Regions from separate parts of the Mus musculus genome. Here regions 1, 3, 4 and 5 are each linked to region 2. Evidence: chromatin contacts called from public HiCAR-type and HiChIP or PLAC-seq data. All regions are on one chromosome and are shown on one strand. Each heading gives the region's core, a stretch centred on a gene start, on an enhancer-like site or on the middle of the called end of the contact. The rest is flanking DNA. Distances are from core to core; before and after follow the strand shown.

Region 1 (5,013 bases), core at 2,016-4,515, 270 kb before region 2:
TTTTCCCCACAATATAGTATCTCCATTGAAATATAATTATTTTACAGATCACTCAACTGAATACTCTTACATACATGCTGTTAGGAGGACTCACCCCTGGTGATCATCAGGCTATCATGACAACGTGAACAGCTGATGGACACATGAGAGACGTGGCAGCCACACTTCGAGCACAGAAAGGAGTTTGTTGCACAGCAATTACCCTAATGCATTTTTAAAAGCATAATAAAATAAAGAATCATTTCATTTGCTGAAAATGTATTTTAGGTGCTTCGGTAAAGCAGTAACAGAATATTTTGATTGTCAGGTTACCCCCCACACTTTGAAAGTTAGATAATTACATTTACCAGTTCAAGAATTGGCATTTAAAAATAATATTTTGTCTAAATGTTTAAAGATGTCTATTAAAAATGTATACCGAACATGACAGCGGTCTTTTTATGCTGTAATTCTAGTCAGTGGTCTGAAAAGAATTAAGATGGAAAAATGTACATTTATTCAGTGTTTGCTGGGGAGCTAGGAGTCTGTGGTGTACACTGCGATTTTAAAGATAGCTCTATGTTTGCGATTTAGAGTCACAGAGGAAGGATCTGTGGTTACCCGTGTGCTGTATTTAGTTTCTCTACCAGTCTTCCCATAGTGGGGGACCCCACAGTATTCTGGGGACACTCTGTCTCATACGAGAACAGACAGAAAATCGAGGAAGACACAGAAGAGCCGAAGGTCCCATATGTTTAGAATCCTTTGTCTGGTACATGTGCAACCGGTGTGCCTGTGTAGGGGCGCTGGAATTCTGACATGTTAGCTCACCTGCTGGCAAAAGTCCTTCCTTTGACACTGTGTGTGACCCTCAGTCCCTCCCCAAGACTCTCCAGGTGGCTGGTAGGACCAACAGTCCAAGGTTCCATGCTTATGACACCAAGGCTCTATCCTGCCTGCCAGGCTGGCTTCCACTCCAGCGAGTGGCTGTCTGGGCCATGGCTTCTCAGTCTCTCACCAGCTGATCTAAATTTAGCAAAGGAACAACTGAGATATTGAAAATCACCAAGCAGAAGTTGTGTGTGACCCAGCAACCCCTGAAACTCTGGTTCTAAGCAAGGAGAACCTTGGTTCTACTGAAAGGCTTTTTCCCCCAAAGGAACATTTAGAGGCCCATCCCTTCTTTCTCCTTGGTCTCCTGTGGGTTTCAACCTTCCTAATGCTGTGACCCTTTAATAGAGTTACTCATGTTGTGGTGACCCCCAACCATAAAATTACTGTCATTGCTACTTCATAACCGTAATTTTGCTACTGTTATGAATTGTAATATAAATATCTGATATGCAGCCGCTATAAAAGAGTCGTTCAACTACCACCCCAAGGGTTGAGAAACGCTGAGACTCTTTTTTTTTTCCATTTTTTATTAGGTATTTAGCTCATTTACATTTCCAATGCTATACCAAAAGTCCCCCATACCCACCCACCCCCACTCCCCTACCCACCCACTCCTCCTTTTTGGCCCTGGCGTTCCCCTGTACTGGGGCATATAAAATTTGCGTGTCCAATGGGCCTCTCTTTCCAGTGATGGCCGATTAGGCCATCTTTTGATACATATGCAGCTAGAGTCAAGAGCTCCGGGGTACTGGTTAGTTCATAATGTTGTTCCACCTATAGGGTTGCAGATCCCTTTAGCTCCTTGGGTTCTTTCTCTAGCTCCTCCATTGGGAGCCCTGTGATCCATCCATTAGTTGACTGTGAGCATCCACTTCTGTGTTTGCTAGGTCCCGGCATAGTCTCACAAGAGACAGCTACATCTGGGTCCTTTCGATAAAATCTTGCTAGTGTATGCAATGGTGTCAGCGTTTGGATGCTGATTATGGGGTGGATCCCTGGTGGATCTCTACATGGTCCATCCTTTCATCTCAACGCTGAGACTCTTAACTGCATCTTCAAACCTCTCACTGTCTGTGGAAATCTAATAGGATAGGCTGCAAATACAGCTCCGTGGTATAGTATTCACATAGTATACGCAGAAGACTTATGCTTAATTCCTGTACCCCTCAAGCAACAAAACTGGAAAAAAAAATCAGATGTCCTACCTCCTCTCTTACGACCTCCCATGACCCGCCACAGTCCTTCCTGGGACATCCATCCACCTGTCAGTTTTCTCATAACTCTCCAGTCCAAGAACCTACGTGTCTTTCAGAGTGAGAGTCCTCAGAGTGGAAACGTAACCTCAGCTTCTGTATCTACTTAGACATTTATTGTATATATGATATAAAAAAGCCACCTGTGTACTGACACACATCAGAGATCCAGCTCTGGGAAACAGGCAGGAAGACTGTTAGTTCTGGGCCAGAGTGGGTTGTACAGGAACACTGTATTTTTGAAAAAAGAGAAAAGACAAAAAACTATAGTTAATAATAATGAAGGCTTTTAATGTTTTCTGACTTTCTGGGGACCGGTAATGCGGTACATGAAGTGCCTTAGCAGTCACCTCGAACCGAATGAAAGGCATGTTTTGAATGAGACTCTGCTGTGACGGCCCCAGGTAAGGCCATGGCTTCTAGCCAAGACAAACTTTTCACAGTTACACTGTGTGTGCTTTTCCTGGTCCTCTTGAGAACCGACTTGTCTAAATCCCACCCCCCACCCCGACTTTCTTTTAAAGCACTTAGAACTCTGTGCTGTCAGGACTGAGCTAAGTGGTAAAGGCTTTTTCTGGCAATCTCTAACTTCCCTGAGGACAATCACTCAGAATTGATAACAATCTTAATAAAGAATTAATTAAGTACGTGGTTGTGACTAGGGAAATTTATTTCAAATTAGAATTTTTAAGGAAAGTAATTTTTATTTGTACCCATGACAAAGTAATTAGTGATAGTTGTTTTGTGTAAGAGATGCTTTGGGGAAGCTTTTTTTGAAAAAAAGGTATCATTTATTACGGTGGGGCCTGTGAGCAGGATTCTTTGTCCCGGACAATAGTCTTTTAGCCTTGTTAGTGTCTTATTCTATATAAATGCGCCTAATTGTTACAGTTGCTAAACAGAGCCCATCCCTCGAGTGTGCTCATTTAGCTGTGAGGAGGCACAATAGAAGCTGCATCTGAAATTTACAGCAATCTCACATTTTCTTTCTTCAGACATTTCCCCCTTGTTGCCAGCAGCCCCGAGGAAGCGCAGCTATTCCTCCCATTGTCGGAGGGCAGCTGTCTCTCTGTGTTCATGCTCCTCGCCCACCAACCAGGCAGATGGTGACTGGTAGCTGAGGCATGGCTTCTGCACACAGGACCCACTTTGTTGGCTTTGGGGAGCACAGCTGCCACGCTGTTAGGAGGGTGCAGGAGAGGCACTGCCTGCATTTCAGATGCGGGAGCTCTTGTAAAGAGCCATGTGTTTGGAAAGAGTGCTTAGGGTCTCTGGAGCATTGAATAGACACTTGCATATTCAAACTGCCAGAGCTGTGTGAAAATATGGATTGCTATTAATTAGAATTTTGGATAGGAATCAGGCGGGAGGTGTGTTGCAGAGACTAGGGTAACTATTCTGCTAGAGCAGCATGCTAATGCCTTCTGGATGCCAGAGGCTAGCACGGTACTACAGAAGTACCCTGCGTTCTTTCTCAGACCAGCTAAGGCCTAGCTCAATGATGAAATTCACCTTCAAGGAACCTTCGGGCAAACCAAATCCATTCCGAAGAGGTTTGGGTAAAGCAGGCAGTTACCTGGACTGAGCCTGATACTCAGTGGCTGGGTGTGCCATTGACTGGCACATTATATCCCCCTATCTTTTGAGAATTGTAGTGGTTTGTTTTTATACCATTCTTTTCCCCTTTTTGAGATAGGCTCTTCCTATGTGGGGTGGGACTCATTTCCCTAATACCAACCTGAGCTTCCGAGGTGTGGCTTCAGATCTGTTTTCTCACCCTTCCATACCCTTGCTACCTCCAAGGTCGTCAAAGATACTTAATCAAGAGACATACATTTCAAAACATCTTACAGTTCATATGTCATGTAACTCACTGATTTAATGCCGTAAGTCAGCCGATTTTAGAACGTCTTTATTCCCCCTTATTGTTTCATCTTTCCTCAGCTCTGAAGACCCATCTCTGTACTCTCTGTACAGACCCTGAATAGAGGTTTTGTTGAGTGAACAGTTTTGGGTGTGGACTAGAGGGTGTGTATGTGGGCATGCAGGCAGGATGGAGTATGTATGTGGGCATGCAGGCAGGATGGAGTATGTATGTGGGCATGCAGGCAGGATGGAGTATGTATGTGGGCATGCAGGCAGGATGGAGATGAAGAGTTATGAAAGGGGAACCTTCTAGAACAGGTGGGGATGCCATCCTAGCGTGGAAAGTTGTTGAGCTCAGTAGTCATTCTAAATGGCACACTGCCGGTTTTACCAAGCCAGCACATTACCTTATCAGTCCATCATTAACTCTCTGCCAATATTGATAGCTCCCTAATCAGTGTGCCATTGACATACATCTGGAAAATGTTAGTTCATGTCTTATTTCCTGCTATGAGGCAGTCCATGTATTTGATTGGTTAATATTGCACCTTTAGAGAAGAGCCCACTTATTTTTCAGGACTTATTTTCATCACCAAGTTGCCCAGAACGTTCTAACAGTGATGACTAAAAGTAAGATTTGAATCTTGATAAGTCTTAGGGCTTATCTTCCTATCTTTTAAGACTGTTTAATACTTTGTTTTTATGTCTTTTTTTTTTTTTTTCTGAGATAGGCTCTTACTGTGTCTTCCTGGCTAGTCTGGAACTCTCTGTAGAACAGGCTGGCCTTGAACTCACAGAAATCCACTTACATCTGTAGCCTGAGTGCTTGGATCAAAGGTGTGCGCCACCATACCTGGCTATTTTTAATGTCATTAGTTTTGATTGTCTAACCTAACAATTCCATTTCACCTTCCATTTATTGCCCAACTTAAACAAGTTTCTATAAATTACTTATAGGTTCAAAGAACTTGGAACTGGAAAGGATTTTAGGAACAATTTCATCAAAGCCATTTGTGGACTT
Region 2 (5,680 bases), core at 1,593-4,092:
CACAACCGCCACTCATTTTTCCCATGGGCTCCTCTTAAGGTCCCAGACACCACAACCCACAGATCTTCCCTGGGCCACCTGGACTGCTGGTGCCTTCTGTGGCTGCAGCAATGGGCCAAAGCCCTCATAATTATCCAAAGTGGTGAGACAGAAAGCCAGGGGGGAAAGACCACATCAGTGGAAGCTGAGATGAATTCAGACCACCCCAAAAGGGGCACTTAATTCTGCCAAGTTCAACTAATCTTCAGATGCAACATTATCAATAACAAAATAGATGTAAACCCAAAATCAGAGCCTCTAATTCTGAAGCAGTTAGGAAACATCTGAGAACAAGACTGTGGGCTTCTGAGAGAGCTGAAAGATGCATTCAGCATAGCACAGACTACACACTCAAAAACAGCATTATTTCAAAGTGCAGAGATCTGAGCCTGAAGGAGTCCCCAGACGCTTCAGTCATTTGCTCTTATTGGGTGACTTTATTTCTAGAGGCAAGATTACAAGGGTGCAGCCTTTGCTCTCCTAAAGCCTGCATCCTAGCTATGCACTCATAGGAACCACAGCAACAGGGCAATGTATAAGGAGTGCTAACGTGTGTAGCCCCAGCTATAACAATGTGGAATTTGACAGGTCATCGGCCACAGTTAGAAACAGAAGGGAAAACCCTTTAGTAGCGCAGAACTCGAGCAAGAGTTTGGGACAATGGCTTTCCACTGGGTTGGAGTAAGCGTCTGGCACACAGGTGTGTAGTCCAGTACTTGCTGGATAAATATCATTGAACAGGGACATCCAGTGGACGTGAGCACTGTGGATGGCCTGCATCATACAACGGATCCCCATCCCCTGTCTTCCTTCTGCCACAGCTTAATCAATATCCCCCGGGGAAAGGGATCCACAGGTTTCATCTCCCATCACTGTTTCCATCCAGTTTGTCTGGCTGCTACAGAACACCTGACCACGCCTGCTTCTGTCCGTCACAACCTAGAGTGTTAGGTGCCGCTAGATGATTTGTGCCATGTCCTTGCTGGCAGTCCTTACTCATGCAGTATGGCCTTGCTGTTCTTTAGAGGACACAGTAGGTGCCTGCAATCTGCCGAGGTCCTGAATAAGTCTCCTAGCAATAATGCTCACTCTTTGCTTAAGTGAAAACAAAAACTCGTGTGGCCTTGTATGTGAAAGGCCAAGAACCGTGCACCACAGCACCATTCCACACAGAAAGTAAAGCAAGGTTCAAAAACTTGCCTCCGGACTTGTGTGGTTTATATGCTGAACACAGAGAAAGCATCTTGTCCCCTGACTGTGTCTCTGTGTGTACCCAAGCCCACCATCTACTTTGAGCGTGAGCGTGATATTCACTGTATATCACAAGACCAGTCTCTGTATATTCATAAGATAATGTTCTAGGAGTTCTGAGTGTGTTTTGAGCACTACCAGTTCCTTCATCAGGAATTACCAGGGTACTCGGAATGAACGATGACACGGTACAGAGGAGAAACCAGAAGCCCAGGGAGGTTGCTCTCTTAGAATTTCTCAAAGTGGGCTGCACAGAACACCCATATCTTGAATATAGGCACTTTATGGAAAAGGGGGTCTGGTCAGGATCACATACATTTCAGAAATTTCAGATTAGACAAAATGGAGTTGGGGTTTTCATTAGTCTACTTAAACGACAGAGCTTCTAGCTGCAGCTAGTGTTCTTTCCACAAAACTGGGGACAAGGGCATCTGTGGGGTGTGTTAAGCCTCCCCTTACCCTTACCCATGATTATAGAAGGTGCTGAGGACTCCCGCAGACAGCAATACTACACACAGCACAGCTTTGAACTCTGCCCCTAGCGTGCTACTTCTTAGGTACTCGGTGGGCTGGGCTGGTTTTTTCAACAGGCCGTTCCCACGTTTTGCTAGGCTTCCTACATCTCCCTGCTTATCCCCAAGAGTGGAACTCAGAAGACATGACAAGTGAAATCCCTTAACTCCTTATAGTTACAATATGAGGGTTTCGTTGTTGTTGTTTCTCGTTCTACAACCCAGAGAGCAGCAGGAACCCAGCACTAACTGGAAGCCTGGTCCATCCACCTAGCTCCCACACCCCCAGCTCAGCACACCCGAACAGAGGAAGCATCAGAGCGCATTCCCTGTGGAGAGCAGAGGTGTGTAGGGGAGAGGGTAACAACTGAGGGAAGTGTATCCTTCATTTCCTCATGTTTTTTCCTTCTTTGCTGCTGATCACCTGTTTCTGAATTGCCTGTTCCGCTGTGTTTCTATAAAGGTATTAACCACTTTGCTCATCCAAGGATGCGCGGACCGAGACCTCAGATTCTGGTTCAGCGACATCATCTGTAGACCTTGTTGCCAAGCTCGGTGACCACGGATGCTGAACTCAGAAAGGGCTAAGCAGGGATAGCGAGCGGTCAGAGAGCAATGTCGGGTTCCCAGAGTTAGGGCTCCCCCTGCTGGAATCCAGAGCCAAGACCGAGTGTATTTTTATTCCCCAGAAATCCTGATTGAGCCTGCCTTCAGCCAGCTGCTTCACATTCAGTCAAGGCTTCTCCCACAGACTAGACTGGCATCTCTATCCAGCCATCTGTGAGTCTCCCCTCTCTTCGCCTGTGCTCTACTTCCTAAAGGATGATCGAGTTCTCTGTGCCCAAGTCAAATGCTGGGAATTTAAGACTGGGGGATTTCCCGACTTTCCCCCAAAAGCCGATCTTTTTGTTAGGACACGTTCTCCACAACAAGAATTACATTTTTCAAATGTTTGAATATCGGATCCTTTGTATTGCACATCTGGGGGTGTATTGTACACCCAGAGGGTGGGAGAAGAGAAACCCCTCCCGGATGCTCCCTCTTCGGGAGTAAGGTCAGAGGCATAAACCTGGAAAGTAGCCTAGTTTTACTCTGCTCTGGTCACTAAGCCCCTTCTTGCCATAAAACCCTGCCTCTGTGGAGTAGGAAAATAAGCATCGTGCCATAAAAATCTTGCCGGCATCTAGCTTCCTCTAGCTTCTGAGACTTGAGTCTCAGAATTCCTGATGGCTGAGAAATTGCAAGGCCCAACATCTAGAGAATTCTGCCCCACACACACCCACCCACACACACCCACCCCCAAGGACGCCACTATTTGTAATTGAGAAGTCTCTATCTTTTCATTTGTCAAAGAGGAAGGCTGAGCCACATTGAAATGGAAATCCGGCTTTCTCGTGCAGAGGGCAGCAAGGTTTCCGCTGGCTCTCTGTTAGGTGTTGACCCATTAGGACACGCTGTAAGGGCTGGGGCTCCTTAAGACCTGGGAAGTCAGGGCCCATTAGCTGTGCTCTCCAGTAGTGGAGCACATACCCACTTGGGGCTCACTGCAAATAAGACACTGAGGACTAGGAGGGCTAGGAGGGTTGGGAGCGATAGCTCAGTTGGTAAACACACCCCTAGGTTTGATCTTTGGCGCCTCATAAACCAGGTGTCCTGGTGGCACAGGCCTGTGATTGCAACACTTGGGAGGTGGAAGGAGGAGGAGGAGGAGGAGGAGGAGGAAGAGGAGGAGGAGGAGGAGGAGGAGGAGGAGGAAGAAAAGTTCAAGGTCATTCTTATCCAGCTGCTCATAGAAGCTACCTAGGATACAGGAGACCTTTTCAGAAGAAGAAATGTAAAGACAGCAAATTCAAAACCCTAAATGAAGGCGAACCTCTTTCAACCCCATGAATAATTATTCACATTTACAGAAATGAATACTAAAAGGAGCCGATCTTCATTTTTCAGCAGGCTGCACTATGGGATACCTTTACATACCAAGTTCACCTGATGCATAAAACATATGATTAGATTTACAAAAACTTGATTTACACAGTTTTTTTTTAAACATCTTTGCAGAAAGATTAGGTGTGATTAGATGCAATAGGAGCCCCTCTGAGGCTCACTGATGGGCTGTAGGAGAGTTACTAGCCAAACCCTCTTCAGCTGGTGTCAGTTCCCTCCCTAGAGATGTCTTGAGTGAGGCCTAATGACTGCTTACAGGGGTGGTATTGGAACAAGGGACGCTTCAGGAAATAGGTGCTGTTCAACCTTCATGAACTTGCCAATGAAGCAGAGCATCACAGTTGGAAAAGTGGTCAGGTCTGCTTTCTGTAGGAAAAAGGCACCCAGAAAGACACAGCTTCGATAGCCACTAGTGTGAGGCCATGAGGAGAAAGAAACAGGGGCAGCCCTAGGTGGCAAGAGAGCATTTGTCTGAGACTAAAGGAAGGAAGAGCTCCACAGAATTAATGTGTTCACTCCAAGGGATTCAAGGAGGTTCTCAGAGCCTGCACTATGGAGCAAGCCATTGAGCTGGCTTCTGGTTGCAGTTTCTACTCTTTCCAGAATTTAAAGCTCTGCCGTGTACACAGCAAGCAATCATATAGGCAATGTATATGGCAACTTATGTTGCTCTCCTCCAATGGCCACAATCAACTGAATTATAAAATATAGTCTCATATAAATCAAATTTATTATAAAATATAGCCATCATAACTTGAAAGAAGAAAATTGTGTGTGTGTGTGTGTGTGTGTGTGTGTGTGTGTGTGTGTGTGTGTAAGATATATACACGGTCGTCTGATAAAGAAGTCGTAACCTGCGCCATTTCGAAGTGTCTGGGGACATCTGTCATAGAGTTGTGCTCCAACTTCCGGGTTGCTTTGAGTCTCCTGAAGTGCAAAAGAGCAGAAGCTTTGAGAATCTGCATCCAGGTTCCTTTCTTATCCTTTATCCTTGACCCCTTTCCCAACACACACTCAAAGCAGCATTTTGAGACGCCGGAGAAGGAAGTATCACAGATTCAAAGGCGCAACAAGCTTTGAAAAGCTGCTGCCCACTGTCCACCGCTCCCCGGAGCTCCCATACTTAGCTTTTTGGTTTGTGATCTCACACCCGTTCTGGTGACACAGCACACTCACAGCTCATGAATATTTGATACCAAATTAAATGATTCTTCATTCTATCACGTAAAGAAGACAATTCAGTTTAAAGAAACCATTTGAAAGAGAACTCATTACATACCATTATTTTATTTTATTTTATTTTATTTTAACACTTTGATTATTCCATAGACAATACATGACTTTCTGCCTCTGTCTTTTAATTCCTTTTTTTGTCTAAAAATTAAACCCTGCCTTTCACTTTGCAAACTACAATACTCGTTTTCATTTGAATAAGAAAAAGTATTTTCCCAAATTATTAAATTGTTTAATAATGGAACAAATAGAATAATAATATTTCCCCAGGAGAGTACACCTCAAAGATTAGAGAGAGAACATGTGCTCCTAAAAGGATATGTTTAATTCATGACTTAGCCAGAAGACTCTTCTGAGACAGTACCAGCGCTTTCAACTGTTTGTCAGCAGAGGACCTGTGCTTATGCCTCTACAGGCAGTTCTGTGGTTCTACGTGAATACATTGCAAATATTGAGTCATTTAAACACAAAATGGAATCATTTCTTTGCATATTTGAGTGAGTACCAGCAGTGAGTGATGGTTAAAAAAAAAAAAAAAAAAAAAAAAGAAGAAGAAGAAGAAGAAGAAGTAAATAACTTGGGTTTTGTCAGGAGCGCTGGCAAGCCGTGCACTCTGGTTTCCAGGGCTGACCTAGATGCACGGTTGAAAGATGGTCCCCAAACGTCGGCCTCCATGTGCCTCCCATCCTGAAGACCATAAA
Region 3 (5,286 bases), core at 990-3,489, 260 kb after region 2:
AATGTTTTGTGCATATTGTGCTCTTCTGAAATGTTACTTTCTATCTTAACGCTGGCGGTATTAAGAACCTTGGTGTTTCTTAGTGGCATTCTTATGTATGCAATCCTGATTTGTTAGTTTTTAAAAGTTACAATGTAAACATATTATTCTATAGATCATTCCGAAATTACAGACGAAACAGCCATAATGTTTCATAGTGTTGTGGTGAGGTTCCATTCCTTCAGAGGTTAGATTATGAACATGGAGGAACACGATGTATAATTTGGACTTTTACGGTATCCTCAATACCCTCCCCAGACCCCAGACCCCAAATAAGGTGCTAAGTAAACAATTCATTCAATTATATCATCGCCGGCGCATCCGAGTGAAACCTATCTACGTATGGCACAGTCTCATGCTGCAAACAGCCTGGGAAGGGATGTCAGGGCCCTGATGTAGCCTCCCGCCAAGGTTATTTCTTCACGTGAGCCTGGTGCTGGCGTGCCAACAATGAAGGAGGGTGACTATAACTGATGATTCCTAAGCTACAGCATGGCAGCATTAGACAAGTCAGATCGCTTCTCCTGTGTGGTTGGAAAGCAGGATGTAGCCCCGAGGGGCTCTCAGGATGTGTCTCTTGCTCATTCTGGAGAATTCTCTAGTAGCAACACAGTCAGTAGTAGCATACACAGCATCTTTTGAAAGATTGTGGACTGGAGACAAAACATCACTCTGGGCACTTCAGATGTCTATGGCCTTCGAGGCTCTAATCTGTGTGACATCTGTGATAAAGTTCTCTGGTTGTCAATCACATTTAATTGCCGTACATAACTCCGGACATCCTGATGGTTCTTATTAGCTTGAGCGGCATCCGGATCTGTTAAAAGAATAATAGCAGGCGAGTTGGCATTGGGTAATATCTGCATGTGAGATGTGGCTTTATTCCTCCCAATGACGTATTGCATTTATCATAATACATTCCCTGGGTTCTGTCAAGACCTTTCCACACACATTCACTGGAATATTTTTACTTGGTTGGTCCATCTACTTCCTTCTACTCTCCAATTTTCTTTCCCCCTCCCCCTGGAATCATCTCTTTTGATCATTTTCCTTTGCATTGCACACACACACACAACACACACACACACACACACACACACACACACACACACACACACACACACAGGCACCAAATAAAAAGGAAAGCATCTGTCTGATGGCCCTGGTGATAGATGAAAATTGTTTTTCCTTCCCGGCTCATCTCTATGTCTCACACTCTGACTCCACCTCCTTTGATCCAGATGAGGACTAATGTCAAAGATGGAGTTTCATTAGCAACTCAGAAAAGCACTTAACATCATGACTGATCTGAAGCCAGCCAGTGGGCACTGGGCCTCATAGGTCCCCTTTGCCTGTATATGTATACAGCACCACTCCAGCTGTATGCCCCTAGGCACAGCTTGAACTGGGTAAGGATACCTTCTGGCTAATTGGTGACTTCTAGCAAACTTTTCTTCTCTGACATGACTTGCTCCGAAAGTCCACTGACTGTTTTATCTATGGATGCGAGTACCCGGGCTATCAAAGAGGTAAGTGGATTTATCCAAACCAGGACTCTAAGAAAATCTAATGTGCATACTTCCTACATACCATATATATATAAGAAGGAGGAAGGCCAGATTTAATAGCAGAGCGGGGAAACTGGAAGCAAACTACCTTGGGAAGTGGCTACGGAGCTCCTGACTGTCATCACCTTGTAGGGATCTGCCCAGAGTGGCCAGCAGGACCTTCCCTTCACTTCTCTTCCTTCCTTTTTCTTTCCTTTCCTTTTGAAACAGGGACTCTAAATTTCTCCCGTGTAAATTTCTCCAAGTTTTAAATCAAGACTTTCCATACAGAGAAGGAAATGTTTAAACATAACCCAGACCTCGGCTGCAGTTCGCGGGTCCCTCTCCCAGGGCTCACTCTCTTCTCTAGCAGTAAACGGGGAGTAGCCAAGCTGGAATCTGGACTCTGAACCAAAGTTCTTCCCTCCCACCCCTGCGCTGCCTTCAGAAGTCCGGTTGCTCCTGTTAGCTCCACCCACTACTCCACAAGACAATTAGACTGCCATCTGCGTAAAGGGTTGTGGGGGGGGGGGGTGTGGGGTGTGAAGCAGGTCTGAGCACAGAAAGCAAAGACAAGCTACAAAGGCCCCTGCTCGCTGTAAGAAGAAACTCATCAGTATAATTATCACATATAAATAATACCACAGTGAACCACAGAACACATTGTGCTTAATTTCCTCTGCTTCCCACTGGCAGCGTACTCTGCATGTACAATATACTGTAATTACATTGTACATAGCCCCACGATGTTTATGAATCTATTCCTATAGTTTTATCTATAGATTGTTGACTTCAGAGCCTGGCAGCTGCTGTTTACGAGCACTTGCTGATAAGTTCAACAAATGCAGTGGAAATTTAAAAAAAAAATCCCCTCACTTGTCTCAAAGATGTGGAAGAATGTAGAATTTACTGCCGAAGAGGCTGCGGAACAAAGCCGAGCCTATTACTGCTCCTGTTTGGCTCTGGAAGCCCCCTGAGAACCCTTCTTGAGGCTCTGAGCTCTCATTCAGCACACAGGATTGTTTGCGTGGAATTTCGAAAACAGCTCCAAATCCCCAGAAGGGCTGTGGATTTTGGTTACAGAGCTTGTTGTAACTGGTACTTTCTCTCCTCGTTTTCAGCTAATCTATGGCTGTCTTTTACACACAGAGCACATTATTATAGGAAAAGATATGAGACACTTGAATTCAGGAAGAATCCACGGAGAAAGGCTTGGCGACGTGTAAGACCATTCTCACTTTTAGAAGCACAAGGGCATGGTTGGTTGAATTAACTTTTAGAGCTCTTCTCACTCCGTAAGCCAAGACTACTTTCTCTAATTGTTCTTTTCTCTTGAACATTAAAAAGAAGAAGAGGAGGAGGAGGAGGAGGACAAGGAGGAGGGAGTAGTTCTGGCATTCTGTTAGCAAGCTCTGGCTTTGGGCCAGAGCTACACTACAAAGAGCATACCACTGTGATTATTAAAACGAGAACCTGTCAGTCTCTACTGGAGAGGATATTCAGGTAGGCTGCTGTCACATCTGTGTCTTCTTACCGATGTCAGTTCTCCAAAATGACTCACATAATGACATTAGCACAAAACTTCCAAGGGTTCGCCTGCTCTCTCCCAAACCAGACTGGAGGTGCAAAGCTCTTTTCTTTTTTTCTTTCTTTTTTTTTTTAACATTTTTTTTAAAGATTTATTTATTATATGTAAGTACACTGTAGCTGTCTTCAGACACAGCAGAAGAGGGCATCAGACCTCATTACGGATGGTTGTGAGCCACCATGTGGTTGCTGGGATTTGAACTCAGAACCTTTAGAAGAGCAGTCAGTGCTCCTGCCCGCTGAGGCAGCTCACCAGCCCCCAAAGCTCTGGTTCTTATCCCAAGTTCTAGGCCTGGGGAGACGGCTTCACTGATCTAACTTGCCCTGCTGGTGTTACGAGGAAACCTAACTCCCTACAGGTTAAAATGGCCATTTGTCAATAGTAATATTTCAAACATATGAAAAAATAGCATGGGTGTTCAGGACATACACCCAACATTCAAAAGAGCACCTGAAATACTGGCAATGTTGTGTAGAATCCTGCCATAGGACTCTCTGCAAATGTGCTATAAACACTCACGCATACTCAGAAGACAGTAACTATTACCTTTCCCAGTTTATAAACGATAGTACTGACTCACTGAGGGCTGCTGGGCTTCTCAGCATCGAGCATGAGTCACACCCGAGAACAGCTTGGAGGCAGGCTTATGTGGGCCTTTGCAGCCTACCTGTTCTAGCTACACCGAGATGAGCAAATGAATTTCCTTCAAATTCACTTATTAAAATAATAGCCTGACCCTATTTTCTAGGGTTACAATGCAAATATAGTTGAGCCTTACAACAGCAAAACAAAGTTCTTAAACCCAAGGCACACGTGGGTTTCACGGTTCACGCTGTGTCACATGCCATCCAGACTCCCAGAGTGCCTTGGAAGTCTCATTAAAAAGGACTTAATCACCACCATGTCCATGACGGCATGCAGTAACTCAGAACTTACTGAAGGGCTGGCTCCTGTAGTACCGTACTGTTCTGGCAGTGTTTGCAATCATGCGCTGTAAGGAATTAAAAAGAAAAGGGAAAATCGAGTCAGTCAGTTTAGTGTATAATCCCCCTTGGGTGGGGGGAGCATCATTTATTCCAGCAAGACTTGGTATCACAGGAAACAGCATGTTCTGGAGTGCTGAAGGCAGCTGGCTGATGTGGAACTTGCACAATGGCATTACGAGGCATCCCAGTACAAAGCATTTGCAGGTAACGAATATTCATGACTTCCCGACACAGGTCTTTGTCTTATTGTGTGCTTGCTCCTTGGATTGTGAAAATGCAACGCTGACACTGTGCTTTGACGCTGGGAAACTGTTCCCACCATCCTTTGAAATGGTCTTGATCTGAAGGAGGGTTAGCTTTCAAGTTTCTCCTAGTTAGCAGGACTCAGCGGTGAGGTGGTAGATTCCACTGACTGAAGGGGAAGTCAGAATATTCTCCTTGAACTGTTGCTGCCCCACTATGCTTCCATGACCACCCCCCCCCATTTTTAGTGTCAGCAAAATTATCAGTTTCAACTCAAATTTTGCTTTCCTTCCTTCTTTCCTTTCACCTCCTAATTTATAACACTGATATAGTAACCCTGTAGGAAATCAAAATGGTAAGAACAAAGTAAAAATTGTGTAGGAAGTAACTCAAGGGGTAAACTCATTACTATTTTGGTACATTGCCTTCTGAAAATATTCATATACATGTACATATACACATACATATTCATATTCACACACATACATATATACATACACATATACATACAAACATATATATATGTGTATATCAGATAACAATACAAAATAAAATAATTAACTGTATATGTATCATTTGGCTTTGATTTTCAAGACAAGGTTTTGCTGTATTGCCTTGGCTGTCTTGGAACTCACTCTATAGACCAAGCTGGCCTTGAGTTCAGAGATCTGTCTGCCTCTGCCTTCTGAGTGCTGGGATTAAAGGCGTGTGTATCACCGTCAGGCTAGCCTTCTGATAGCTTAAAAATAAACATGCAGATACATTTTAAAAAATTAAGCCACACTTTATGCATGCCTTGGTTTTCACTTTCATATTACCCAGTGGTTATTTTCCATGCCACTTGCATTTCGAACAGTCTTGAGACAGACTGTAGCTCAGTTGG
Region 4 (5,153 bases), core at 1,763-4,262, 480 kb before region 2:
CAGCCCAACAGGCAAACACTAAAAACGAGTCAGTAACAGTAGCTTCATCCAGAGACTCTTGCATCCTTTCACCCTGTGATGCTTTGCTGGTCTTTGCTGATCCTCGACTATTGTGACTTCATAGAGCAAAAGCACCAAAAATCTTCTCACGGTGTTCCGATTGCTTCTTTCCATCTTTACAGACTTGTGCCGATTTGGCAGAGCCCTCGTGGTTTCTTCTGGATGGCCCTGCCTTTGATTTATAAATGGTGTTTGCGAGCCCTACCATTGCTGGTTTGTGAATGGTGTTTGTGAGTGGATGGAGCTGCCGCTACTGATTCACAAGACCTAAACTATTGATATTCTGACAGCAAAGATTAGATTTATTCCAAAGAACTCTTTCTAAACAGGTCTGCACCCTCCTTTGCTCTTTTAACCTTTTCTTTTTACTACCTCTGATGGATGATGGGCTAGGAAGGAGGTTAAAACATTTACGAACCCTTATAAAAAATAAATTTAGTAGTGGGCTCAGAAAAGGAGAATGTTCGTTGTGCTGTGGGTATCAGCTCCTCTATTGAGATGTAAATAAAATAAAAGTTGAGAAAAGAAAAAAATGTAAATTGAAAAAAAAAATCTAAGCCTACACCATTGTGACAAGACTGGACCTTTTCAAAGGTGGTTCATCCTAGTAAACTGAGGCAAAACAAAACAAAACAAAACATAAAGGTGGATTCATTTTATGGGGCACTGTTTTTAATTCTAGTGTACAGGTTTGGCCTGTAACTACTGAAGGCTTCTTAGGATCCCACACGAGTGCATATCTTGCTTTAGTCTCCTTTCAGGTGATAAGGAGGACGAGCTCAGAGCCCAAAGCAGAGTTCACTAGAACTGGATATTTGGCCCTTCTGTTGTTATTTTCAAGCACTGCCTCTCTGCCCTGCCACACCTTTGGCTCTTTCCACCAGTTACATCCCACACAGTGTATTGTGCCTGTTTGGGGGTTTAGTATGATAGAAACACAGTAGACTGAGAAGAAGGGAACAAAGGATACTTCTAGGCCTCTTGTGTGACACTGGCAAGCCCCTTGGCATTGCTTGGCTGTTTCCTCAACTGAGATTTAAGTGGCTTTAAACTAGACCCGCACGAACTTTCCTGGTCTCTGTCTTAAAGACTTTCCCAATGGTAGCAAGCAGTGGTGGTGCACGCCTTTAATCCCAGCACTTGGGAGGCAGAGGCAGGGGGATCTCTAAGCTCGAGGTCAGCCTGGTCTACAGAGTGAGTTCCAGGACAGCCAGGGATACACAGAGAAACCCTGTCTCGAAAAACCAAAAAGAGAGAGAGAGAGAGAGAGAGAGAGAGAGAGAGAGAGAGAGAGAGAGAGAGAGAGGGAGAGAGAGAGAGAGAGAGAGGAGAAAGGTGCCAGGTTTCTCTGGGAGTCTCTGGCAACCAGGAAAGCAGCTCCTAAATCAATATCACTAATGTAAAGTTACGTATAATGACTAGAGTCAGAAATTTCCTACACAAATCTGAAAAAGACCAAATGAGAAGACAGACTTAAAACAAAACAGAACCTAAAACCAGCACCTGGCACCTCTTGCCTATCTAGCCCGCATGGAGCCAACTCCAAAGCTCTTGTACTGCTGCCAGGCCACACCCACCTCTGAGGCTGGGCCGTCTTCCTGTTTGCTCTCTCTCCTACAGGCAGGTTCAGGCTTCTCTTTCTCTTTCAGAACAGAGCTCCCATAATCCGATGGGCGGACTCTTTCACGAAGCTCCTATATTAATAGCTGTATTTTAGTCCCTCCCAACCTCTGTCCCAGCTTGGTCTGTGCTTTATGAGACATTTCCCTGAGGTGTGTCCATGCTGCGAGACGTACACATCTGCACCAGGACACAACATGCTTGGTGCTCTGTGTCCCTCACAAAAGGCATGATGGTTTATATACCTACGTTCACAACCAAGTAAAAAGAAAAGAGAGGAAAACAGTGGGTGATAGTACCTGCCTAGTATTTCCTAACCAGGTAAATTAATAGAGCAGACCACCATCCGTTATAAGGAGTGTATTTTAAGTGCAGCGTGGGCAAGGAAATGTGGTTAGTTGTTTTCATAGAAAGTAGAAAGGCCTAGCAAGTCTAAATGATTTATAATTAATCAGTTCTCTCATCTGATAATGAGGTAAATGTGTTATATTGGAAACTGAGGTAGAAAGAAGACGGACAAGACAGACTTCCTCCTCCCCTCAGAGGCTATAATTAGGAGAGATATGATATGCATATTCCTAGCGAAAGCATTAGGGAAAGGTGAGGTGTCCCAAGGATTGCAGTGATTTCAGGAAGGAGACACTGGGTTTTGGCTGGGGAGGAGGCAGAAGCTTTGGAATCAGGCTTGGAGTGTGTGGTGGGGGTGGGGAATCCATATTTCTCATGTAACTGTTGTCTTGGCAGGTTAAGGTAAAAATCATATTCACGGGAAGGGCAGCATTATTATCTGGCTAATTCCTGCCATAGAAACATTTACATGATCTTACAAAAATCTATTCACTAATGTTTTTTTTTGGCAGCCACCAGGGCAGTCATTGTTAATTGTCACACTCTCCTTATAACCTGAGGAAACTCACAGAAAAGGAGACACACACCCTCAGTAAGCTGTGTGTTGTTCCAGGGATTCATAGATCCCTGGGCCTGTTCTTGAACTGCCCAGGGTCTGTGGTCATTATTAAGAAGCCCTGACAGCAGGCAGCCCCTAAAGTATGAAAGCGTTCACCGAGCAGGCTCAACCCTAGAGTCTTGGAGCTTATTTGCTCTGAACGTTTAACACGCCTGTGAGGTCTAATGTGTACAGCTAGTCCAAGGGCTGAGTCTGACGCTGAAGTGGTGTCATTGGCTCCTGTGCACCTCTGGGTGGACAGGGACCAGGAGACAGAGAGTGAGAGAACATGAGAGTGAGGGCTTTCGAAAAGGAGGGACATACTTGTGCAGGAAGCCATTGTTTTTCAAAGTTTCCCTGGTGACTCTGAAAACTGAGTCCCCACACCCACTGCCTCAGGATGTTATTTTCTGTGAGCCTCCTCCATCCCTCCTGCAGAGAGACTTCTGGCAAGTCCCTCAGACATGCCCAGACGCATTCTGTATGCTGGCCTGGAGCCCAGCTTCAGCCTGGGCTGCAATCCTCCTGTTCCCCTTGCATGCTGCATTAATATTGAAAGTGGATGGCAACTTGAGGTCCCCGGCAAGGGAATGAAGGCAGCTGACATGCTCAAGGAAATATGTCTGTAATGCAGTTTTACCGAGCCAGATCTGGGCCGGGGCCTTCTGCAGTCGGTCAGGGGTGCAACCTGGGGTTCCTGGAGGAATGTTAGAGTGTTTCTAATTTGTTGCTTTAGAATTAGACCCACTTCTAGGACAATGTACTAAGTGACACAAGTCAGGCATAGAAAGAGAACTACTGTGTGATCTCACATGTAAGTGAGGATGCTGGTCAAATAGAAAGGGAAGAATGCTGGTTATTAGGGGCTGAGGCAGGAAGAGGAGGGGAGACACTGGCTAAAGTGTACAAAGTCTCGATTAGATTGATTAGATGGGTTAAGTTAAGGCTCACTGTACAGTACGGTGACTTATTAATAACAAGGACTGCTTACTTGAAGATTGCCAAGACAGTAGATTTCAACATTTTTTTTTAAGACAGGGTTTCTCTGTGTAGCCCTGGCTATCCTAGAACTCACTCTGTAGACCAGGCTGGCCTTGAACTCAGAAATCCACCTGCCTCTGCCTCCCGAGTGCTGGGATTAAAGGCGTGCACCACCACTGCCAGGCTCAACATTTTTTTTTTTTCCGAGACAGGGTTTCTCTGTATAGCTCTGGCTGTCCTGGAACTCACTTTGTAGACCAGGCTGGCCTCGAACTCAGAAATCCGCCTGCCTCTGCCTCCCGAGTGCTGGGATTAAAGGCGTGTGCCACCACGCCCAGCTTCAACATTTTTTATTACATTAGAAAAAACTAATCTGGGGCCTGGTGAGATGGCTCAGCCGGTAAGAGCACTGACTGCTCTTCAGGAGGTCCTGAATTCAAATCCCAGCAACCACATTGTGGCTCATGACCATCCGTAGTGACATATGACACCCTCTTCTAAAGACAGCTACAATGTACTTACATATAATAAACAAATTCTTTTTAAAAAAAGAAAAAAGAAAAAACTAATCTATGTGTGTGTGTGTCCTTCACTTCTTCCACCATGCTGGGGTTCGGGGGGGAGGAGGGCTTAGCTCATTAGTCTTAGCAACAAGTACCTTTCTCCACTGAACCATCTTGCCAGTTCTATGTCTTAATATTTTAAGTGTTCTTAGTTACTTAAAAAAGGATAAATATATAAGGTAATACATATGTTAGTTTATTTACTCATTATCATACCATGATATATACATATTTCAAAACATGATGGTATACACCATTAGTATATACATTTTGATCAGTTTGTGTTTCTTCTTTTTTTTTTTTTTAGGTATTTTCCTCGTTTACATGCCACATTTTTTTTTTTTTTTTTTTTTTTTTTTTTGTGACAGGATCTCTCAATGAATCTGGAGCTTGCTGTTTTGGTTAAACTGGCTGGCTAGAACATTCTGGAATCCAGTTCTTCTGTCATGCTGGGGTTGCACGTATACTACCCCACTAGCTTTTGTGTGAACTCAGGCCTTCATGCTTACACATCAAGCACTTAGCTATCCCTCCAGGCCCCCAAGTTTTGATCAAATTATTTTTTAAAAAACAAATTATGTTTACTATCTCTGTTGTTGTTGTTGTTTTCTGGGAGGTGGTCATGTTAACACAAGCTAGTGTTATCTTTGAGAAAGGGAACTTCAATTGAGAAAATGCCTCCATAGGATTGGTCTGTAGGCAAGTGTAGCTGTTCCTGGTTGTCAGCTTGACTATATCCGGAATGAATGAAATTCCAGAACTGGAAGGCTCCCCTGTTTGTTTGGTTTTGGTTTTTTTGTTTTGTTTTGTTTTTGTTTTTGTTTTTGTTTTTTTTGAGACAGGGTTTCTCTGTGTAGCCCTGGCTGTCCTGGAACTCACTGTGTAGACCAGGCTGGCCTCGAACTCAGAAATCCGCCTGCCTCTGCCTCCTGAGTGCTGGGATTAAAGGCGTGCGCCACCACGCCCGGCATGGAAGGCTCCCC
Region 5 (5,715 bases), core at 289-2,788, 320 kb before region 2:
TTCCTGAATTGCTCTGCTTGGCCTCAAACTAACTCTAGCAATCTGCTCTAATCTTCTGGTTCCTTCTCATTCTCTGGCTCCTTCTGTCACTGCAACCTATCTCTATAACTAGCCCAGTAAAATGCTCTCCTCCCCCCCCCCCACACACACACCGCACTGCTCTCTCTCTCTCTGTTTTTTTCTTTTTCTTAAAAAAAAAGTATTTTTATTTCATTTATATGAGTGTTTGCTTGCTTGGTGGTGCCCACAGGGGCCAGAAGACAGTATGAGATCCTCTAGAACAGGAGTTATAGGTGGGTGTTGGGAATCAAATCCTGGTCCTCTGGAAGAACAGCCAGTACATTTACATGCAGAACCACCTGCCCATGCCCACTCCAAATTTCATGCCACATTCCCATGCTTTACTCCTAATGAATTCTGTAACATTCAGTACAGCTCGCACAATTTACTGTAGCTACACAAAGCAACACCAAAAATTTGCACGGCTCTCTTAAGCAGCCTCCCTTTCCTCTCCTTGTGAGAGTTGGGCACGTCCTATTCTGTCAAATCTTTCTCTGGTTTGTCACTTTGCCTGCCACTCAATTGTACATCACTTTCAAACATGAGTGCTTCCTTCTACAAACTAACTTTACTTTCATTGTTTGGGATTAAAGGTGTGTGCTAAGGCTGAGCCACATCATAACTAGAAACAGCTATTTTTTTTTTTTCTGTAAAAAACAATGTTGGGGTTCACCTTGTGATCAAATATCCTGCAACAGGTTAGAATCCATGATGGTGGAGCAAAGACATAGTGGCAAGTTCACACCTTGATCCCCAGGGAGAGAACTCAGGGAATGCCCTGAGTGTTTTGAAACCTTGAAGCCTGTCCCAGTAACACACCTCCTCCAACCTGGCTAAACTTCCTAATCCTTCCCAAATAGGCCCACCAATAGAGACTAAGTATTTAAATGTATGAATGGCTGGAGGTAATTCTCAGTCAAACTATCCTCCCCCACCCCCACCCCCGTTGTCAATCAAGGAGCAAGACATGAAAGGCACACATGAACCTGGCCTGAGTTACAATACCAGAGAGTAGTGGAACTGGGACCACCTTAATGCAGTTAGTGCCAAACCAGGTCCTTAACTGTTGCACTGTTACACACAGCCCAGCATTGTTGTTTAGGTTTTGATACATGCTAAAGAAAACCATTGTAAGCTTGGACACGGTTCAAAGCTGTTCAACCCAGCTTTACATTTTCTTCAAGGTAGAACACGGTTGTTTGCCTTGGAGTCAAAGAAGGCGTGGTCTGGGTTCTTTAAGATTGAGTGCTTTAAGTCCTTGTCACAGTGACAGGAATTACAACAGGGAAACTCTGAGCTCAGAGAGAGAGAGAGAGAGAGAGAGAGAGAGAGAGAGAGATTTTATTACCCCTAAGAAGTTGTTCAATTCTAAGTGTGGGTGGGATAACTATTTTTAATGACTCATTCCTTCACCCCAAGTGATGTCACTTGTTTGACCTTGTTTACACAGTCTAAGAAGGTCATTCACAGGTCAGCCAATCCTGGCCTGCCACATCCTCAGACAATGAGACTGTGATGGTGAGAGTCGGGGTTTCCCCAGTTATTATCTGGCTTGCTAAATTTGCATTGGTTCTTCCCACTTTTGCCCACAGCACCTCACGTTTCCTGCAAACATAGGCGACTTGGTATGTTTTTCCTCCATGCTAAGCAAAAGCCATGAAGTATGGATTTTCCTTCAGTGACTGCACTAGAGAAACTTCCCTTAAGGGTTCAAGTGAAGCTGGTGGAAGTATTATCCAGTCTATCATCTTCCTGGAAAGGTCTCCACTGATTTTTATTAGACACACGGGCTGAATTCCTTCAGGCATGCTTTTTATTCTGGTCACAAGATTGGATTTGTTTAGTGTTTGATTTTCACGGTCTTTAAAGCATTTGCACGGTAGCAATGGGAAGGTGTGTGAAACCTGACAAAGCATCAGTCTTCACAACGCTGGGATCTACCTGCACCCAGGATTAAGTCTACCTGACCAGGCTAATCAGAGTCTTGGTTGTAACTGCTAAAGTTAAAAAAAAAACAACAGAAAAACTATGTATCTCCCCTCCCCTGAAGGCTCCCCCACCCCCACCCCTCTTTCTGGTTTCCTGACCTCTGTGGGTATTCCAAATGAAATGTATGTGTCTAAAGCGTCAAAGCTAACACCTACAAATGAAAGAAAGCAAGGGACACTTGGCAGGGATACTTAACTCAGAATGATTGTTTCCAGCTGTATCCTTTACCTGTGAGCTTCGAAATTTCATCTTTCTTAATAGCTGAAAAATATTCCAGTGTGTAAATACGCCACATTTTCATTATTCATTCATTGAGACTGTAAGAGCCAGAAGTGGCAGATGAATACAAGGTAACAGTATGGGCAGCTGCACATATGACAGTGACACAATGTTGCTCCTGTTGTGTCTGGAAGACAGTTTTCTTGGAGCCATCCTCCACCTCTGGCTCTTCCAATCTTCCTGCCTCCTTCTCCGCATAGAGTTCTGAGCATCATAGGCAAGTAATTGCAGTGACAATCCCCAGACGACTAAATGCGATGTGAGTCCTGCTTGTCCCCCATAATGCTGTGAAAATGATGAGTTACTGAGTAGAGCACTTGGAGAGACTTGTCATTTCAGTTAATTAGCTACTCACTTTAAAATCAGTTCTTTGAGAAGTTGCATACAATGGGTTTTGATCAGATTCACTTCCCCAGTGACTCCTCCCAAGTTATCCTTACCAAACCAGCTTTGTGTTCTCTTCTCTCCCATTCACCCCATCCAGTTTGTGCTGCCTTTGTTTTCTTAGACACATGCCCTTCCAATGAAGCATGGTTGGCTTATCATAAGCAAGAGACTTTTTCTTTTTATTTACTGCTGAATTCTTCCATATCTTTTTTAATTTATTTTTTCTCATACAATATATTTTGATCGTGTCTTCCTCTCTCCTAGTCCTAGATCTCCCTACCTCCTTACCCATCCACTGAACTTCATGTTCTCTTTCTCCCTCTCTCACAAAACAAATAAAACAGAAATGAAAGTCAAAAACAAGCAAGCAAGCAAACAAACAAACAAACAAACAAAAAAACCAAAAAAACAAAAACACCTTATATAACAAAAACTGTCAAATCGAAACAAAAAGTCTGCAACAAAACAAAAATGGAGGGTTTTTTGTTTGTTTCGCTTGTTTGCTTGTTTGCTTGCTTGGTTTAGACAGGGTCTCTCTACATAGCCTTGGGTGTTCTGGAACTCACTGTATACACCAGGCTGGCCTTGAACTCACAGAGATCTGCCTGCCTCTGCCTCCCAAATGCTGGGATCAAAGACATGCGCCATGATGCCCAGCCTATCACCACTTTGATTCTCCTCCCGTGGAATCAGATCTTGGGCTGGGCTCTACGTACTCACGTTTACACTCCTTCACTCTGTATCGGTTCCAGTTCTGTTATTTTTCATGGAATAAAGCTGAATCCAATCTATTCTCTAAATATTTATTGGGCATCTAGTGAAAGCCGTTGTGGAGAACTAAAAATGGCTTCAAATATTTTAATTTTTTTTTCCATTGAGACACCTCTTTGCTGTTGAATATAGGGTGATTTGGGAAATGCTGTGATCAGTAGACTGAATGTTGCTGTGCTGACTTAAGGACCTCAAGCAACTAACACCCTACTTCCTTCCTCCCAAGACACTGTCCAGGAGCTCTGGGATGCCATATGGGAAGGTCAGCTCTGCTGACCACCATGTTAGAGTGAGGCTGTTGGCAGCCACTGTGGACCACCGCCCCTGCTTCATACATCTCTTATATGGACAGAGCTTAGATGGACACAGCCATGCATGTACCGCATACAAGAATGGAATACGTGATTAGTATATCGGTGAGAGGCTTTTTTTTTTTAATGTCAATTTGTCATAAGTTAAAGTGACCTGAGTAGGGAGCCTCAACTGAAGAGCAGTCCTGATTGGCTTAATGTGGGAGGACCCGCCCCCAGTGTAGGCAGTGCCTTCTGTGGCAGCCTAGATACAAAGCTGGAAGGAGGATTATCTGCCTTTTGTGCCTGTGGCTTGCTTCCTGCTGCTGAGTTGAATCAGCTTGTTGTTGATGCCACTGATTCTTTTGCTGATATTAGAACTAGTAGTTTCCAGGCTTCGATCACGGACTTAACGACCTGTGGCTCTCTTAAAACCTTACAGGTTCTCAGTACCAGGTTGAGACAACTGAGGAACCTATTCTTAGAGGACTGAGAGTCTTCAGATCTGAGACAATTGTTACTACTTTAACATAAACTAATTTAATAAATTATATGTATTATATTTATGTATGTAATAAATTATATATGTAATTTATAGAAAATTATATGCAAATATATTATATAATATAAAATTTATATATTTTATATATAATTATACATAATATAACTAATTATATATGATATGGTATTATATATAAATATACAAACAATTATATATTATTATATAATACAATACTTACATATTTATAATATAATATTTACATATTTATGATATTTGATAGGCTATGAATCTATTATACAATATGCAATATTATATAATATTATATTTGAGACATATAAATATATAACCCAAAGCCTATATATAAACATTATATATAATATATAATAAAATATATAATTGCATATATATATATATATATATATATATATATATATATATATATATATATAAAAATGATGGCTTAGTAGGTACTAAGTCAATTAGGTAGGCCCATATGGTGGAAAGAGAGAGACAACTTCCATACTTTGTCCTCTGTTCTACTCAAATATATCATGGCATATGCACACACATGAATGAATGAATGAATGAATAAATAAATAAATAAATAGCTATTTTTTGAGACAAGGTCTCACTATGCAGCCATGGCTATCTATCCTTCTGTCTGTGTATGTATGTATGTATGTATGTATGTATGTATGTATCTATCTATCTATCTATCTATCTATCTATCTATCTTATGTATCTATCTATCTATCTATCTATCTATCTATCTATCTATCTATCTACCTACCTATCTCGGGAGAACCCTGACTGATACAATTGAGCTAGAAGAGAAATGAAAAATTACTCTCATCTCTGGAGCAAATGGAATGGTTTTCTGAAAGGTGCTTGTCTCTTATCACCTTCTTTCTCTCAATCTGCATAATAATTATGATATGATGTTGAGTCAAGCAGGAAAACTGAAAATCGCAGCTAGAGAGACACTCTGCTCCATATTTATCTAGGCAACACAGAGGGCAGAGTTGGTGAGACAAAGACAGTCAGGGTCACTGGAGGGGACAGCCTCTCAGCCTTCAGATTGTGGCTTCTGGAGTCTGAGGAAGGCCTGTGGTGTTTCCAGAGAAATCCTTGAAAATGGCAGCCTCAGGGTTCATCCACCAAGGTGAGCGCTTTAGGTGGGAAGGGGGTGGTGTTGGAGGGAAACCTGCACTTTTTCTAGAACGATGGTGGCTCATGAATGCTCATGGTGGGAAAATCAACTGTTTTTCTAGAAAACCAAGTTATGGTGAACTCATGGTTGCCCTGTATCAATGTGAAAGACAAATTCTCTGTGTAATGCTTCATGTACTGAGTTCAGTACCAAGAGGAAGAAAGAAACAAAAACCAGGCAAATAACAAAAAGTAACAGATGAACCTGGCTGTGATTTTATCCTTTCC

What was found. HiCAR-type assays count read pairs that join an accessible place to other places. HiChIP or PLAC-seq counts read pairs in DNA pulled down with a chosen protein or histone mark.
Region 1: a contact with region 2 is called in an H3K4me3 HiChIP or PLAC-seq map of embryonic basal ganglia, with 4 times the contacts expected there. The contact joins two enhancer-like sites. A contact is called at or near these places in 3 of 484 Hi-C or Micro-C datasets (ECoMG-derived neutrophils, growing oocytes and myocytes), 2 of 115 datasets of contacts at active chromatin or transcription factors (embryonic basal ganglia and forebrain) and 1 of 9 other capture datasets (embryonic stem cells).
Region 3: an H3K4me3 HiChIP or PLAC-seq map of embryonic basal ganglia shows a contact between it and region 2, with 3 times the contacts expected there. The contact joins two enhancer-like sites. A contact is called at or near these places in 1 of 15 datasets of contacts at CTCF or cohesin (large pre-B cells), 4 of 484 Hi-C or Micro-C datasets (the G1E-ER4 cell line, colorectal tumor organoids, cumulus cells and 1 more), 4 of 115 datasets of contacts at active chromatin or transcription factors (embryonic basal ganglia, embryonic stem cells and forebrain) and 2 of 9 other capture datasets (embryonic stem cells and pancreatic islet).
Region 4: a contact with region 2 is called in an H3K27ac HiChIP or PLAC-seq map of embryonic stem cells, with 3 times the contacts expected there. The contact joins two enhancer-like sites. A contact is called at or near these places in 11 of 39 promoter capture datasets (3T3-L1-derived adipocytes, cancer-associated fibroblasts, cranial neural crest and 7 more), 4 of 484 Hi-C or Micro-C datasets (the HL-1 cell line, cerebellar granule neurons, cortical neurons and 1 more), 16 of 115 datasets of contacts at active chromatin or transcription factors (the NIH/3T3 cell line, SST interneurons, T-cell acute lymphoblastic leukemia and 13 more) and 2 of 9 other capture datasets (adipose tissue and pancreatic islet).
Region 5: a HiCAR-type map of embryonic stem cells shows a contact between it and region 2, with 4 times the contacts expected there. The contact joins two enhancer-like sites. A contact is called at or near these places in 5 of 115 datasets of contacts at active chromatin or transcription factors (embryonic basal ganglia, embryonic forebrain, embryonic stem cells and 1 more).

Annotation. Positions count from the first base shown.
Region 1 is chr2:72,780,088-72,785,100 of GRCm38.p6, reverse strand. All of the region lies in intron 4 of 6430710C18Rik (RIKEN cDNA 6430710C18 gene), which reads left to right. Gm39848 (a long non-coding RNA gene) reads right to left here. Exons shown (of 4, transcript XR_866423.2): 3 at 2,270-2,357; 4 at 119-203. Among named protein-coding and RNA genes, the nearest start is that of Gm39848, 6.6 kb to the right of the region's middle. Within about 2 kb of position 3,265, at least 37 of the 459 cell types and tissues checked have an H3K27ac peak or open chromatin away from gene starts, as enhancers often do. A contact at or near this core is called in embryonic basal ganglia, where this site is marked.
Region 2 is chr2:72,513,348-72,519,027 of GRCm38.p6, reverse strand. No RefSeq gene overlaps it. Among named protein-coding and RNA genes, the nearest start is that of Cdca7, 40 kb to the right of the region's middle. Within about 2 kb of position 2,842, at least 25 of the 459 cell types and tissues checked have an H3K27ac peak or open chromatin away from gene starts, as enhancers often do. A contact at or near this core is called in embryonic basal ganglia and embryonic stem cells, where this site is marked.
Region 3 is chr2:72,251,819-72,257,104 of GRCm38.p6, reverse strand. It overlaps Rapgef4 (Rap guanine nucleotide exchange factor (GEF) 4), which reads right to left. Exons shown (of 31, transcript NM_001204165.1): 30 at 4,111-4,165; 31 at 1-856. The coding sequence ends at 729. Among named protein-coding and RNA genes, the nearest start is that of Map3k20, 31 kb to the left of the region's middle. Within about 2 kb of position 2,239, at least 88 of the 459 cell types and tissues checked have an H3K27ac peak or open chromatin away from gene starts, as enhancers often do. A contact at or near this core is called in embryonic basal ganglia, where this site is marked.
Region 4 is chr2:72,993,705-72,998,857 of GRCm38.p6, reverse strand. No RefSeq gene overlaps it. Among named protein-coding and RNA genes, the nearest start is that of Gm39850, 13 kb to the left of the region's middle. Within about 2 kb of position 3,012, at least 221 of the 459 cell types and tissues checked have an H3K27ac peak or open chromatin away from gene starts, as enhancers often do. A contact at or near this core is called in embryonic stem cells, where this site is marked.
Region 5 is chr2:72,834,119-72,839,833 of GRCm38.p6, reverse strand. Gm39849 (a long non-coding RNA gene) reads left to right here. Exons shown (of 3, transcript XR_866425.2): 2 at 3,713-3,902; 3 at 5,283-5,440. Among named protein-coding and RNA genes, the nearest start is that of 6430710C18Rik, 23 kb to the right of the region's middle. Within about 2 kb of position 1,538, at least 81 of the 459 cell types and tissues checked have an H3K27ac peak or open chromatin away from gene starts, as enhancers often do. A contact at or near this core is called in embryonic stem cells, where this site is marked.